Regions from separate parts of the Ovis aries genome. Here region 2 is linked to region 1. Evidence: chromatin contacts called from public Hi-C data. All regions are on one chromosome and are shown on one strand. Each heading gives the region's core, a stretch centred on a gene start, on an enhancer-like site or on the middle of the called end of the contact. The rest is flanking DNA. Distances are from core to core; before and after follow the strand shown. Region 1 has its middle 12 kb from the start of CAMSAP3. Region 2 holds the start of MCEMP1 (mast cell expressed membrane protein 1).

What was found. A called contact is a pair of places that touch in the nucleus more often than the background predicts.
Region 2: a contact with region 1 is called in a Hi-C map of hypothalamus, with 6 times the contacts expected there. The contact joins the promoter of MCEMP1 here to the enhancer-like site in region 1. A contact is called at or near these places in 12 of 16 Hi-C or Micro-C datasets (blood, hypothalamus, liver and 5 more).

Annotation. Positions count from the first base shown.
Region 1 is chr5:14,163,243-14,170,716 of ARS-UI_Ramb_v3.0, reverse strand. No RefSeq gene overlaps it. Among named protein-coding and RNA genes, the nearest start is that of CAMSAP3, 12 kb to the left of the region's middle. Within about 2 kb of position 4,051, at least 3 of the 54 cell types and tissues checked have an H3K27ac peak or open chromatin away from gene starts, as enhancers often do.
Region 2 is chr5:14,249,642-14,257,115 of ARS-UI_Ramb_v3.0, reverse strand. MCEMP1 (mast cell expressed membrane protein 1) reads right to left here and starts at 3,978. Exons shown (of 6, transcript XM_060416293.1): 1 at 3,897-3,978; 2 at 3,519-3,608; 3 at 2,612-2,662; 4 at 2,386-2,532; 5 at 2,009-2,077; 6 at 167-1,887. The coding sequence starts at 3,948. The coding sequence ends at 1,871.

The sequences.
Region 1 (7,474 bases), core at 2,802-5,301:
GAGTCATCAGCTGAGATGGGGACACGAGATGAGGGGCCAGCTTGGGTGAGGGAGGGGAGGATGCCAAGTTTCATCTTGGGCAGGATGAGTTTCAGGTCCTGGAGGGAGGAAAGGAGGGCATCTGCTCATAATCTCTTACCTGCCTCGATGAGTGGTGCCTTGTGTGCTTCCACGAACGTAAAATAATCCCAAAGGGGTAATTCGTCCCCTTGCCTCTGTGGCACAAAGACACAATTTGGGGACTTCCGTAGTGTAGTGGTCCACTGGCTAACACTCCCATGCTCCAAATGCAGGAGGCCCAGGTTTGATCCCTGGTAAAGAAACTAGATCCCACATGCTGCAAGTAAGACCCAGCATGGGCAAATTAAAAAAGAAGAAGGCACAATAGACTTGAAAACCACTAAGAAGTCCTTCAGCAGGATAAACAAACTGTGAGCCATCCAGACAATAGAATACTGTTCGGAGTGAAAAAGAGATGAGCAATCAGGCTGTGGAAAGACTCAGAGCAACTTTTAAAAATGCATACGACTAAGTGAAAGAAGCTGATCTGAAAAATCTATGGAGTGGGTGATTCCAACTTGAGGATATTTTGGAAAAGGCAAAGCTATGGAGACAGTAAAAGAATCAGTGGCTGCTGGGGATGAAGAGGGAACGAAGGATGAACAGGCAGGGCCCTGTGATTTTTAGGGCAGTGAAAACACCCTGTGTGATGCTATAATGGCAGACCCTTGCCATTACACTTTTGTCCAAAACCCACTGAATGTACAACACCAAGAGTGAGCCTTAATGTTGACAATGGACTTTGAGTGATAATGAACTGTTAGTGTTCACTGTAGGTGTGTTCATTGTAACAAATGCACCATGTGGTGGGGGATGTCAATAGTAGGGAGGCTATGGGGGGAGGGGAACCTAAAACTGCTCTAAAAGTTAGTCTATAAGAAACAGATACAGTGAGACACACATATAAAAACTGAGCAAATATTCATAAATACATACTGGGGCATTTAAAATATACCCAATGGGAAACAGGTGAGGGAAGATAAATTAGGAACTGGGGATGAACCTACACACCCTGCTCTATCTACAACAGATAATCAACAGGGATCTACTCGATATTCTGTGATAACCTACCTGGGAAGAAAATCTAAAAAGGGATGGATATATGCATATGTATCACTGAATCACTCTGCTGTACACCCGAAACTAACACATTGTAAATCAACTGTATCCCAATATAATTTTAAAAAACACACAATAATACCCACATGCTCACCCTCCTGAGCACCAGTATCTGTGCATGAACACCTCACACACACACACTCACGCCATACTCATTATTGATGTAGGTCAAGGCCAAAAAGATTATCTTGAGTGTGCCTGTGTCCTCTGCATGTCCTTGATGGAAAGAAATTTTCTATCCACTTTGTTCCTTTCTCCCTTTCCCTCCCTCTGGAAGGAGAAGGTCTGTGGGCAGACAGAAAGGAGGCAGTGACTTTCTAAAGTGAAAGTGTTAGATTCTCAGTCATGTCCGACTCTTTGCGACCCCTTGAACCATATCCCGCCAGGCTCCTCCAGGCAAGAATACTGGAGTGGGTTGGCATTTCCTTCTCCAGGGGATCTTCCCAACCCAAGAATCAAACCCAGGTCTTCTGCATTACAGGCAGATTCTTTACCATCTGAACGACCAGGGAAGCCAGTGACTTTCTAAAGCAGGCTAGAAAACAAAAATCTAAGGTGACTGTGGGCTTCCCAGGTGGCGCTAGTGGTAAAGAACCCACCTGCCCATGCAGGAGACGCAGGTTCAGTTCCTGAGTCAGGAAGATGCCCTGGAGGAGGGTATGGCAACCCACTCTAGTATTCCCATGGACAGAGGAGCTTGGCGAGCTACAGTCCATAGGGTCGCACAGAGTCAGACACGACTGAAATGACTTAGCAAGGACACACACAAGATGATTGCAGGCGAAGAAGGATGAAGAGAGGCTGATATCCAGACACTGATGAAGACTGTAGAGATTCAACACAAATGAAGGGCCTGTATCATCCTTGGAATTCATTGCTGTGCCCAACCACCATTTTCAACTCTAAGAGACACTCAGCTAATCATATACAAACTTTGGGGTCTTGCAATGGCCCCATCTGCTAAGACCCCATGGTGTGTGAGCTCCTCAAGAGTAATGGTCAGGGCTGGAGATGCCTGTGTGGGAGTCCGAGAAATTGAAGGATTGAGAAAAATGAGACACAGGTGAAGGACCGAGTGGGCAGGGGCTTCTGGGAGGAGAGGGATCCCCAGGGTCAGGGCTAGCTTGGAGTGTCTGCAGGAGAAAGAATGGGCAGTCACAGCTGATACAAGGACAGAGCGGTTCAATGGTGATTTTGGGGAAACTGGCCTCAAAGATATGTGTGTGGGGAGGCCCAAGAGAGGGAGTAGATGAGGCAATGAGATGAGAGAGTAGAAACATCACTGAAATTTCCCAGCCACCATTCACGCTTTTCCTTTGCTCTCTCCAAAGCTGTTATCCCCCACAAGTGCATCCTTCCTGCTCTGTGCTTCTGTTCCACTCCTGTCATTCCCCAAAACGTAATCCTGCCAGCAGAACTGTAGAATGAAAAAACGTGGAAAGGAAGTGTCTTGGAGAATGGCACGCTTGTCTGCTCAGTCACTCAATCATGTCCAACTCTTTGTGACCCCATGGACTCTAACCCTCCAGGCTCCTCTCTGTCCATGGGATTCTCCAGGCGAGAATACTGGAGTGGGTTGCCATTTCCTCCTCCAGGGGATTTTCCCAGCCCAGAGATCGAAGAGCCCAGGTCTTCCACATTGCAGGCGGATTCTTTACTGTCTGAGCCACCAGGGAAACCCAAGAATACTGAAGTGGGTAGCCTATCCCTTCTCCAGGGGAACTTCCCGACCCGGGAATTGAACCCGAGTCTCCTGCCTTACCGGCAGATTCTTTATCAGCTGAATTACCAGGGAAACCCATAACACTACATGGATGTGAGACAGTCCATTTTCACTTGCATCAGTGAAAGTCAAAGTGTCAGTCACTCCATCAGTAGATGCTCTCCAATTGTGATCATGTCCCAGGTCTTCAACTGTCCTCTGGAGTGAGACTTGCATCCGCTGCTGGGGATGACAGACATTTTCTCCAGGACCACTTGGCACGATGCATCAAGAAATTTACCAAAACCATGTATTTTTATTATTTTTAAATTATTTATTTGTTCTTTTGGCCATTCAGCTTGGCTTGTGGGATCTTATTTCCTTGACCAGGGTTTGAACCTGTGCTCTCAGCAGTGAAAGCTCAGAGTCCCAATCACTGGACCACCAGAGAATTCCCCAGATCATTTATTTATTTATTTATATTTTTAACTTAAAAATTTAAAAAAATTTTTTATGTTGGAGTATAGTCTATCTACAATACTGTGTTAGTTTCAGGTGTACAGCAAAGTGATCCCATTATACACATACATGTATCTATCCTTTTTCAGATGCTTTTCCCACGGAGGTCAATCGCATCCAAATCACTTCGTTTTAATCCCGTATTTCCACATCTGGGATTGTTTTCCTTAAGAGCAAAGAAATAATAAATATGTGCTTGTGTATTTATTTCCTCACTAATCAGCTGGGAATAGCATAAAGAAATCACAGAGGCAAATAAAGGTGAACATTCAAGGATATTCATCCCAGTTTCATTCACAGTAGTGAAAGTTAGAACCAACCTAAACGCCCAGCAGGAGAGAACCGGTTAAATAATTACGCAGCAGCCACGCTGGCAGGGACAGAAGGAGTCCCGTGCTTTTGTTTATTTGTTCTTTCTTTTTGTTTTTTTTTTTTTTGCACACCACAAGCCATTTGGGATCTTAGTTCCCTGACCAGGGATTGAACCCACGCCCCCTGCTGTAGAAGCAAAGAATCTTTTTTTTTTCTTTTCCTTTCATGAAGCCCTGCAGTTTTTTTAAAAAACCTATTTTTAATTGGAGGACAGCAGCATTGCATAGTTGTTGGTTTCTGCCATACGACAACATGAATCAGACATATGTACACAAATATCTCCTCCCTCTTGAATCTCTCTCTTACCTCCTTCCCCATTCCACTCCTCGAGGTCATTACAGAGCACCGAGCTGAGCCCTTTGTGTTACATAGCAGTTTCCCACTAGCTAGCTATTTTACACCTGCCAGCGTGTGTAATTCAACGCTACTCTCTCGATTCGTCCACCCTCTCCTTCCCCCGCAGGAAATATGGAATCGTAACCACTAGGCTGCCAGGGAAGTCCCAGGAATCTTGTTTTAGAGGAATATTTAACAAGCTTTTTTTCTGGGGGGCTTTAAAAATTATTGAAATAGTACAATCTCATTGTAAAAAAAGGTCAAAGAATGCAAAAAATGATGATACAGAAGTTCCACTTTTAACTGTCCCCCTGCCACTTCTTCCTAAGAGGAAACCACTGTCAATTGTTTGGAATAAATTCCCAGGGCGTCTTATACATGTACATACTTGTGTATCACTCATGTTCTTTAAAATAAGTGCAATCAGACTGTATACAATGTTACGCTTGTTTTTTTTTTTTTTCCCACGGAGCAATACACCAGCAACACACACAGGGATTTTTCCATGTCATTTTTTTTAATGGTTGTGCTGCATTCCCACAGTCTGCCATGCCCTAATTTGTCTAACTATGCCCCTATTGTCAGTCGTCAAGACTGTTTTCCATGTTTTGCTTTTACGAGCAATGGCATCATTGCAAGCAAGGCTTTGATGAGAACACATCTTTGGGCACGTATATTCCTGGGATCAATTGTTGGCTGTAGGGTGGCCAGGTGAAAGGCGATGTGCTTTAAATGGTTTGTTCGACCACAGTCAAATTCCCTTCCAAAAAAGTTGCAGTAATCCACACTTCCCCCACCCAACAATGTGGCAGTGCTTATTATTCATCCAATTCTCCATAAGATCGGATGCTTGCATTAGTTTTAATGCTGGACTTCCCATGTGGCGCTAGTGGTAAAGAGCCTGCTGCCGATGCAGGAGACTCAAGAGACTGGGTTGATCCCTGGGTCAGGAAGATCCCCTGGAGTAGGAAATGGCAACCAATTCCAGTATTCTTGCCTGGAAAATTCCATGGACAAAGGAGCCTGGTGGGCTGCAGTCCATGGGGCCACAAAGAATCAGACACAACGGGAGCACAGCACAAGTTAAAGAATGAGGATTAAAATTTGTCTGATTACTAGTGAGACTGAGCATGTTGCTGTCTTTTTTTTCCTATTTCTATTTCTAGCCGGCTTACACAGTCCAGATGTTAACCTAATTTATATAAAGAGGCCTGATGATGTAGGGGTTAGGAATATGGACTCCATGGCCAAGCTGCTTTGCTTCCAGCTCAGCTGTTTACTGGCTGTGTGACCTTGGGTAAGTCACTTAACCTCTCTGTGTCTGTTTCCCACCTGTAAGATAGAGATAATGATAGTATCCATCTCATAGGGTTGAGGATTAAATTACTTTATGTATACAAAGGCCAAGAAGAGTATCCAGTATGCAGTGAGCAGTTAATAAAACATTAGCAATAATTGCCCTTTTGCTATCATTTATGTTGCAAATATTTCCTTCAGGGCAGCAGCTCTGTTGGCCCTTTTGTCTTTGTTTAGTGTGTTTCCATGTCATCAGATCTGTCTGTCTTTTCTTTCATGGCTCTCAGTTTCAAAAAAAGCAAACCCAGAACATTTAAACTGAACATAGAGTGGGCAACAGAGGATGAGAGAGTTGGGTGGCATCAGAAACTCAGCAGGACATGAGTTTGAGCAAATTCTGGGAGGCAGTGAAGGGCAGAGGAGCCTGGCATGCTGCAGTCCATGGAGTTGCAAAGATCTGGACACGACTGAGCGACTGGACACCAACAAAGAGTAAGAAACTGGGAAAGAAGAAAATATTAGCAATGTTCACCTCTGGGCGACAGAGTTCAGGCGACTTCTCTCTTCATGTTTCATGTTTTCAGAATGCTCTAAGGAGCGTGTATCATGAATATGTATTTCCAAGTGAACATATATTACCTTTATTTTTATGCTTTATGTGGTTTTAAATTTTGTGCTAAGCACATTGATAATCATTTTATAATGAGAAAAAGCACCCCTTAAAAAAAAGGGGGAGTCAGCTTGGGACTCCACACTTAACCCATGCGGAGCCAGCAGAGAAAAGCTCCACCCTTGAGGGAGCCAGCTGTGGGGGCCAAACACCCAAACATTATGGCAGGATCGCCCCCTGGTGGTAGGTGGTAGAGAGATGAGGTGATCCAGGGAGGGGTGTGTGTGTGTGTGTGTGTGTGCACACTCACCTGCCTGCCCTCCTGTTAGGAAGTTCTGTTCCATTTTACTTACATCACAAAGCAACCCTTTGAACTGGGGACAAAAATTATGTAAAAGACACAGATGAGGAATTTGAATCAATCTGCTGGCAAGGTGCAGCTCCTCACCCCCTTGGAGAAATGTCCAAGTGCCTATTTTTTTCTCGCTGTTATTTGGTTGGTTTTTGTTTTGTTTGTTTCTTGGCTGTGCCATAGAGCGTGCAGGATCTTAGTTCCCCGAACAGGGGCCAAACCCATGCCTCCTTCAGCGGAAGTGTGGGGTCTTAATCACTGGACCACCAGGGAATTCCCCCAGGTCCCTGTTTTTGATTACAAAGTCCTCTGTTCCCAAAGGTCCCCTGCCCTGTCTGTGGACCTAATTCATATACTATTCAATTCACCCACTGAAAGTGTACAGTTCAGTAGGTTTTAGTCTGTTCCGAGTTGTGCAACCATCATCACTATCAATTTGAAAACATTTCTATCACAGGATGTGGAGGAAAGGGAACCCTCGAGCACTGTCGGTGGGAATGTAGATCAGCGCACCCGCTGTGGAAGACAGTAGTGGGGTTTCCACGAGAAACTAAACGTAGAGCTATCATACGGTCCAGCGATCCCACTCCTGGGTCTACTTCCAAAGGAAACGATACCTTTTTCCAGAAGAGATAGTTGCACTCCTATTTCATAGCAGCATTATTCACAATAGCCCAGGTATGAAAACAACCGAAGTGTTCCTTGATGGATGAAAAGATAAGGAAAATGGGATATGTATTTTTTTCCCCACTATATAGGGGATGGAATACGATTCAGCCTTTAAAAAGAATGAAATTCTGTCATTTGCAACAACATGGACGAACATGGAGGGCATTGTGCTATGTGAAATAAACTAGACAACGAAAGACAAATACTGCAATTATTTACTTTTTAAGAATTTTTGGCTGCTCAACGCAGCACATGGAGTCTTAGTTCCCTGACCGGAGATGGAAACATGTCCCCTGTCGTGGAAGCACGGAGTCTTACCACTGGACCACCGGGGGAGTCCTGCAATCACTTATATGTGGAATCTAAAGGAAAAAAGTAGAGCTCATAGAAACTGAGAGGAGAAAAGAAGTTTCCAGATGCTGGGGGTGAGATAAATAGG
Region 2 (7,474 bases), core at 2,729-5,228, 86 kb before region 1:
GAACTTGCGACCCTGAATACATGCTTTGTGGACAGATAACATGCCGGAGCACAGTACCGTACTCAGGGGCTTATATATCCGTGAGGCCAGGCACACTTAGGGAGACGTTAATGTCAATATCTTGATTCTCTGTGCACCGATGTCTAACAGAAGCACGGAGACTACGTTTGGACGAGAAAAGAAAGAGGAGTTTTATTTTTTGCCAGGCAAAGAGGGAACGCAGCTGCCTGGGGCCTCAAGACCATTCCCCAGCCCCCAACCCCAGCCCCGGCCCTGAGGAGTCAGGAGAAGTCTAACAGGTGGGACTTCGAGTCCGGGGGTGCGGGTTGGTGGCAAGGATCAAAATGATGAAGGTCTTGCGTTTTTCTTCTTACATTATTTCAAAACAGTCAGAGCTAGTGTCAGGTGGCTCAGAAGGGAAAGAATCCGCCTGCAATGCGGGAGCCCTGGGTTCAATCCCTGGGTTGGGAAGATTCCCCGGGAGGAAGGGATGGCAACCCACTCCAGTATTCTTGCCTGGAGAATCCCCATGGACAGAGGAGCCTAGAGGGCTACAGTCCATGGAGTTGCAAAGAGTCGGACATGACTGAGCGACTAAATACACAGTGTCAGGCAACCCAATAATTGGGTCCATTGCTCTCCTGGTTATTTACTGGCGACCTGCTTTCTGAAAGGCAGAATGCTGCAAGCAGTGATTTGCTACAAGGGAGTGTAAAACAACAGGAACAGGATGTAATTCACACAGAATTAGAGTGTTAGATGCTGGGTGTAATTCACAGATTCAGAGAGTGTTAGAGGTTAGCCTTGTGAAGGACAGAGTTACAGACACTACAGATTAGTAACATTTAAAATAAAGCTAGGATTAATTAACTCTTCCAGGCCCGTTTATGCTACTTTTCTAGTCGGTTCATTTTTCCCTATATTTTCCTTGTTATCAGAAGAAAACCCTCATTTCTGTTTTGGTCCAAGAGCACACTTAGTGTTTGGTCCACAAACACTTAGTCACCCCTGGGTACAGGTTCATGGACACACAGTGATCCACTGGGTGCATTGGATCTCGCACTCCCTGCTGCCCCCAGGGCTCCTGGCATCAGGTCCACATGTTCCCCACATGACCTTTCCCATTCTCCATTCGGCACACTTACACACCCTCCCCGACCAGGTCCCAAAGCCCCCTAGCCGCACCAAACAGACGGGAAAGCCATGTGGTCTCCCTTTGGGGTTTATCATCGTGAATCATAAAATGTGAGCGCAGAAACAAATGGACACATGCGGGGACTGCTCTGAACCCTCGGCAGCGCAATCAGGCACACTCGTGTTGACACGCACTTGTTCACACCGGCATAGCGTGACAGGACACTCATCCACAATTACAGTGATACCTTCCCACGGCGTACCCACCATTCCACCCCCTCACACCTGCATCACACAACACCCAGCAGGACACATGCGTGTGTTTACGCTGACGGTGAAGTGGGCGCCTGCAACACATGTCACCGACACCCACACCTAGAGTGACACGCCTTTGTGGTCCCCACAGCCGCACACAGTGACACGAACTACACTCACGCCACGCCACAGCCCACACATGTATGTATGCCTATGCACAGTGACCCGGAAGCACACCACACTCACCACAACACCTTCCTGTGCGACACACTGAAATACCCACCCTCCTTGAAGAGCTTACCCTGACACACGCACGCACATGCACACATGCAGCTCCACAACACTCATTCGCAAGACATGAGATGTTCTACGTGTGGGAGGAAGGGCAGCTTCAGACCAGCGTGGGTCCCCATGTTCCTTCTTCAAGGAAGAAGTGCTGTCATTCCTCCACGGTGCAGCCAGGGCTGTGAGATTTTCTCACTCATTGAGGTGTGGGACCTGCAGAGAAGGGGCTGTGGTGAAGGATGGAGACCCGAGATCATACAGATCCCATTCTTGGAAGAGAGCCTGGAGCCAAATTCGGGGCCGCCCTCATTTGCTGCCCCTGGCCCCAGCTTACTTGGTTTTGACGTCTTCAGTATACTGAGGATTTCCTGTAGTGTTTTCTTGACTTCATCGATGTTTGGGACTGGAGTGGTGGGGAGACAGGAAAAAGCTGAGATGGGACACTCTTAGCTTTATTGGAAGCCTGTTCCCTGCCCGACCCCCAACCTGCAAAAGATGTCACACAATCCCAATGTACTTGGAGTTCCCAGCAGCATATATATACTCCCTGAGTGACTCGGGGTATGTTTGTCGGGGGTGACATCCGTCACCCTTCCAAACCTTGTGCTCGGGGAGGGCAGGACCCCTGCTGTCCCCTCCCCAGATTCCCCAGCACCCAACCCAGTACTGGGCACGGAGGCATATTCTCCCCGGGGAGGTCTGCCAGGGCACCTGTGGCCAGCTGCCTCCGTTTCGGGTTCCCTTCCTGGACGTTCCTCATGACTGTGTCGATGCTCTGCTTGGCTGCCGTGACACGCTGTTCCACGTTGCCCCACTGAGTCTTCTGCTCTTCCTGGTACTCTTGCACCGAAGTGGAGACTAAGGGTGTGGACTGGAGTTGTCAGAGTCACCTTCACTCCCCCTACTCCCCCAACCCCGACCCAGCTCTTCCCCTCACCGTTCCAGAGCTCCTCTTTCAAGACCACCAGCTCCCTGGACATCTCGGAATCTGTTCAGGATGTGTGGGGCAGGGGGCAAGAAAACCTTAGAAAAACTTTGGAATCACCCGAGTTCTGCAGTCAGGAGCAGCACTGGGCCTCCCCAGCTTCTGGGGACCCCTCCCCACTGCCCTCAGCCCCTTCCTCCGCCAGCAGAAAGAAACACCCCACTCACTCTTCACCAGAACCACAGCTAAGAGGACCATGCAGGACAGAGTCAAGAAGGTGTTCAGACTCATCATGGCTTTAGGCAACCAGTGGTGTCCCTGGGCAGTGTCTGAGGGTGGCCTGGACTCGGCTGGCACTGGGATAGAGGTAGGACAGCTCATCCCCAGGGCCCAACACCGCTGCTCAGCCCATCGGCACTGACTCTAACACCACTGACAGCTCTTCACCTGTACCTACTGTTCTCAGTACCATCAGCAGCTGTGGCCATCACACACTGCCCCTAGCATGTACCCCAGCCAGCACCACCAGCAGTGGCCCCTAGCACTGTCCCCATGATGCCCTCGTATGACCCCATCACCAGCATCAGTACTTGTCCTTGCCAGCACTGTCCCTATCAACAGGTCATCAGGACCTCATCAACACTTTCATCAGCTCTGTCTAGATGATCCCGTCCCAATCCACCAGCACCACCGACACCCAGAGCTTCACCAACACCTCCACCAGCACAATCACATTGTCCTCTTCATCATCGCCTACCCAGCTACCCCCCGCCACTGTCACACAAAGCCTCGACACCACCACTCCCCCACACCATTGACCCTGAGCTTCACACACTGCCCTTTGTCCCTGCAGGGCCCTCCCACAGACCTCTCCCAGGGCCGTGTGATAGGGGCTAGGGGGCAGAGGGCAGCTGCTTACCCTTGTTCTTGGGTGGTGAATGACTGCCCTTTGGCTGGTTCTGGTTTTTGAAGGTAAAGGTGATGTTCTCATAGTTAGGGTCATCTGCAGCTGTGGGCAAGTCATTGAGAGGCTTGAGGAAACCTGCCCGGAGCTCTGGGGCAGGGGTGAGTATGGGAGAGGAAGCTCAGACATCTTGGTTTACTGAATCCTCCACACAACAGATTTCTTGGGGGCAAAGATAAGGAGTAGGGAACTCTGATCTTCATCTTAATGCATGTGAGCCTTTGGGTGACACACACACATTTTGGGGAGTGGGGGAGGAGCCCTCCAACCTTCACTTTCAGCTCCTCGCTCCTCCCATCCCAACCTCTCCCCACCTCGCCCGAGATGCCTAACCTTTATTGCCTGCGGATCCCCGTCTCTTGTCTTTGAAGGCTACCGCCTGCATCTTGACCTTCTGGTTTATGTTGATTTCCTCAGTCTCTATGGCCCCCGGCAGCAAATCTGTCTTCACACAGCCCCACCCACAGGAAAGTGTCTGGGGAGATGAGGAAATCTCTGGGTTGAGGTGGAGAAGAGGAAGCAGAATGTAGGCTTCCTGCTTTCAGGGATCCAGGAATGCCCCACCCTTGGGGGCATCCTCACCCAAACCCCGGCTCAACGGGAGTCTTAGGCATCCACCTGCCAACGCAGGAGACACAGGTTGGATCCCTGATCCGGGAAGATCCGGCAGTTAAGCCCCTGCACCACAACCACTGAGCCTGTGCTCTAGAGCCCAGGAGCCACAAGTATTGGGGCCCACAAGAGAAGCCACCGCTGTGAGAAGCCCTCCCTCCGCAACTGGAGAGTAGCCCCCACTCGGAGTCTTAGGAGACCAGAGGTCTCAGGAGGGACAAGAAGAGATTCACACAGACCCAGAAACAGCACAAGATGGTCAGCAATTTGTGGAAGAGGTATTAACTAACGCCCTGTTGGTAGTTCAGATGATAAAGATTCTGCCTGCAATGCAGGAGACCTGAGTTCCATGGGGATCGTCATACTGCAATCGAAAAATGTATCAAATCAATATATTGAACATCGTAAACTTACATAAAGTCATGGGTCGATTATATTCAATAAAAATAATTTTGAAATAGGATAGTCAGGAACTTTACAGGAAGCTCTGTGTGTATCTGTGTCCACCTGGGTGAAGCTCATCCTCCCATCTCTTGCTCTCATGGTAGATACTATGGCACCCCACCTTTTGGGGCAAGATTCGTAGGTCCCCACACCTACCTTCCCTCTGCCCTAGTCCCACCCCTCAGCTCCACCCAGAGAAGTACTTCTTCTCCAAGGCCCTTTGGAGGAGAAGAATGGATATGAGGCAATGGGGCTAACCACTGGAAGTCCACTCCCACATCTGGGACTGAGGCCAGATGTCACCTTGACCTAACCCCAAAGCAGTTCCCCTTCCACCTGGAGACCCCCTGCAAAGGAACACTCAGAAACACATTCACACTCATCCACGCGTCGGCTCACCTACCCAGACCCACACACATACTCTTGCACACTCACACTTCTGAATACCCCCACTCGCACATCTGTACACGTGTACATATGGTGTGGTCATTTGCATGCTTGTACATATTCATGTGCGCACACTGTCTCTACTCTGTCTAGGTATCTTTAAAGCTTTCCTTATGTCTATCTGACCTAAAATGAGGCTAAGTCTACAAAAAAGATCTTCATGACCCAGATAATCATGATGATGTGATCACTAATCTAGAGCCAGACATCTTGGAATGTGAAGTCAAGTGGGCCTTAGAAAGCATCACTACGAACAAAGCTAGTGGAGGTGATGGAATTCCAGTTGAGCTGTTTCAAATCCTAAAAAATGATGCTGTGAAAGTGCTGCACTCAATATGCCAGCAAATTTGGAAAACTCAGCAGTGGCCACAGGTCTGGAAAAGGTCAGTTTTCATTCCAATTCCAAAGAAAGGCAATGCCAAAGAATGCTCAAACTACCGCACAATTGCACTCATCTCACACGCTAGTAAAGTAATGCTTAAAATTCTCCAAGCCAGGCTTCAGCAATACGTGAACCGTGAACTCCCTGACGTTCAAGCTGGATTTAGAAAAGGCAGAGGAACCAGAGATCAAATTGCCAACATCCACTGGATCATGGAAAAGCAAGAGAGTTCCAGAAAACATCTATTTCTGCTTTACTGACTATGCCAAAGCCTTTGACTGTGTGGATCACAATAAACTGTGGAAAATTCTGAAAGAGATGGGAATACCAGACCACCTAACCTGCCTCTTGAGAAATCTGTATGCAGGTCAGGAAGCAACAGTTAGAACTGGGCATGGAATAACAGACTGGTTCCAAATAGGAAAAGGAGTACGTCAAGGCTGTATATTGTCACCCTGCTTATTTAACTTCTATGCAGAGTACATCATGAGAAACGCTGGACTGGAAGAAGCACAAGCTGGAATCAAGATTGCCAGGAGAAATATCAATAACCTCAGATATGCAGATGACACCACCCTTATGGCAGAAAGTGAAGAGGAGCTAAAAAGCCTCTTAATGAAAGTGAAAGTGGAGAGTGAAAAAGTTGGCTTAAAGCTCAACGTTCAGAAAACAAAGATGATAGCATCTGGTCTCATCACTTCATGGGAAATAGATGGGGAAACAGTGTCAGACTTTATTTTTGGGGGCTCCAAAATCACTGCAGATGGTGACTGCAGCCATGAAATTAAAAGACGCTTACTCCTTGGAAGAAAAGTTATGACCAACCTAGATAGTATATTCCAAAGCAGAGACATTACTTTGCCGACTAAGGTCCGTTTAGTCAAGGCTGTGGTTTTTCCAGTGGTCATGTATGGATGTGAGAGTTGGACTGTGAAGAAGGCTGAGCGCCGAAGAATTGATGCTTTTGAACTGTGGTGTTGGAGAAGACTCTTGAGAGTCCCTTGGACTGCAAGGAGATCCAACCAGTCCATTCTGAAGATCAATCCTGGGATTTCTTTAAAGGAATGATGCTAAAGCTGAAGCTCCAGTTCTTTGGCCACCTCATGCGAAGAGTTGATTGATTGGAAAAGACTCTGATGCTGAGAGGGATTGGGGGCAGGAGGAGAAGGGGACGACAGAGGATGAGATGGCTGGATGGCATCACGGACTCAATGGACGTGAGTCTGAGTGAACTCCGGGAGATGGTGATGGACAGGGAGGCCTGGCGTGCTGTGATTCATGGGGTCACAAAGAGTTGGACACGACTGAGTGACTGAACTGAACTGAACTGAACTGAAGTATACAAGGAACTTTCTCTTTCAGTCTAGAGCAGTTGCCTTCTGTTAGAAGTAAATATAATGTGAAACACATGTGGGTTTTGGGCAGATTTTTTTCCTCCTTGTTTTTTGGCTGCACTGACCTAGATCTTAGTTCCTGACCAGGGATAAAACCCATGCTCCCTGCATTGGGAGCACAGAGCCTTAACCATTGGACCACCAGGGAAGTCCCTGGCAGGGTTCTTAAAAATTGAAATGTAGTTTACTTATAATATTTTGTTAGCTCCAGGTGTATAGCATAGTGGTTCAATATTTTTGTAGATTATACTCCATTTAAAGTTATTACAAAATAATGGATATATTTCCATGTACTGTAAAATATATCCTTGTTGCTAATCTACTATATACATATTAGTTTGTATCTCTTAATCTCTTGCCCTTATATTGCCCTTCTTCTCTCGCCTGTCTCTGCTGGTAACCACTAGTTTGTCCTGTCTCTGAGTCCGTTTCCATTTTGTTACATACATTCCTTTAAACATTGTTTTTAGATGCCACACAAGAGTGCTAACATACACTAACATGACATACAACTATTTGTATGTCTATCTGAGTTACTGCACTAAGCATGTGCGTGTGTACACTCTCAGGTGCTTCAGCCAAGTCCTATCCTTTGTGTCCCTATGGACTGTAGCACACCAGGCTCCTCTATC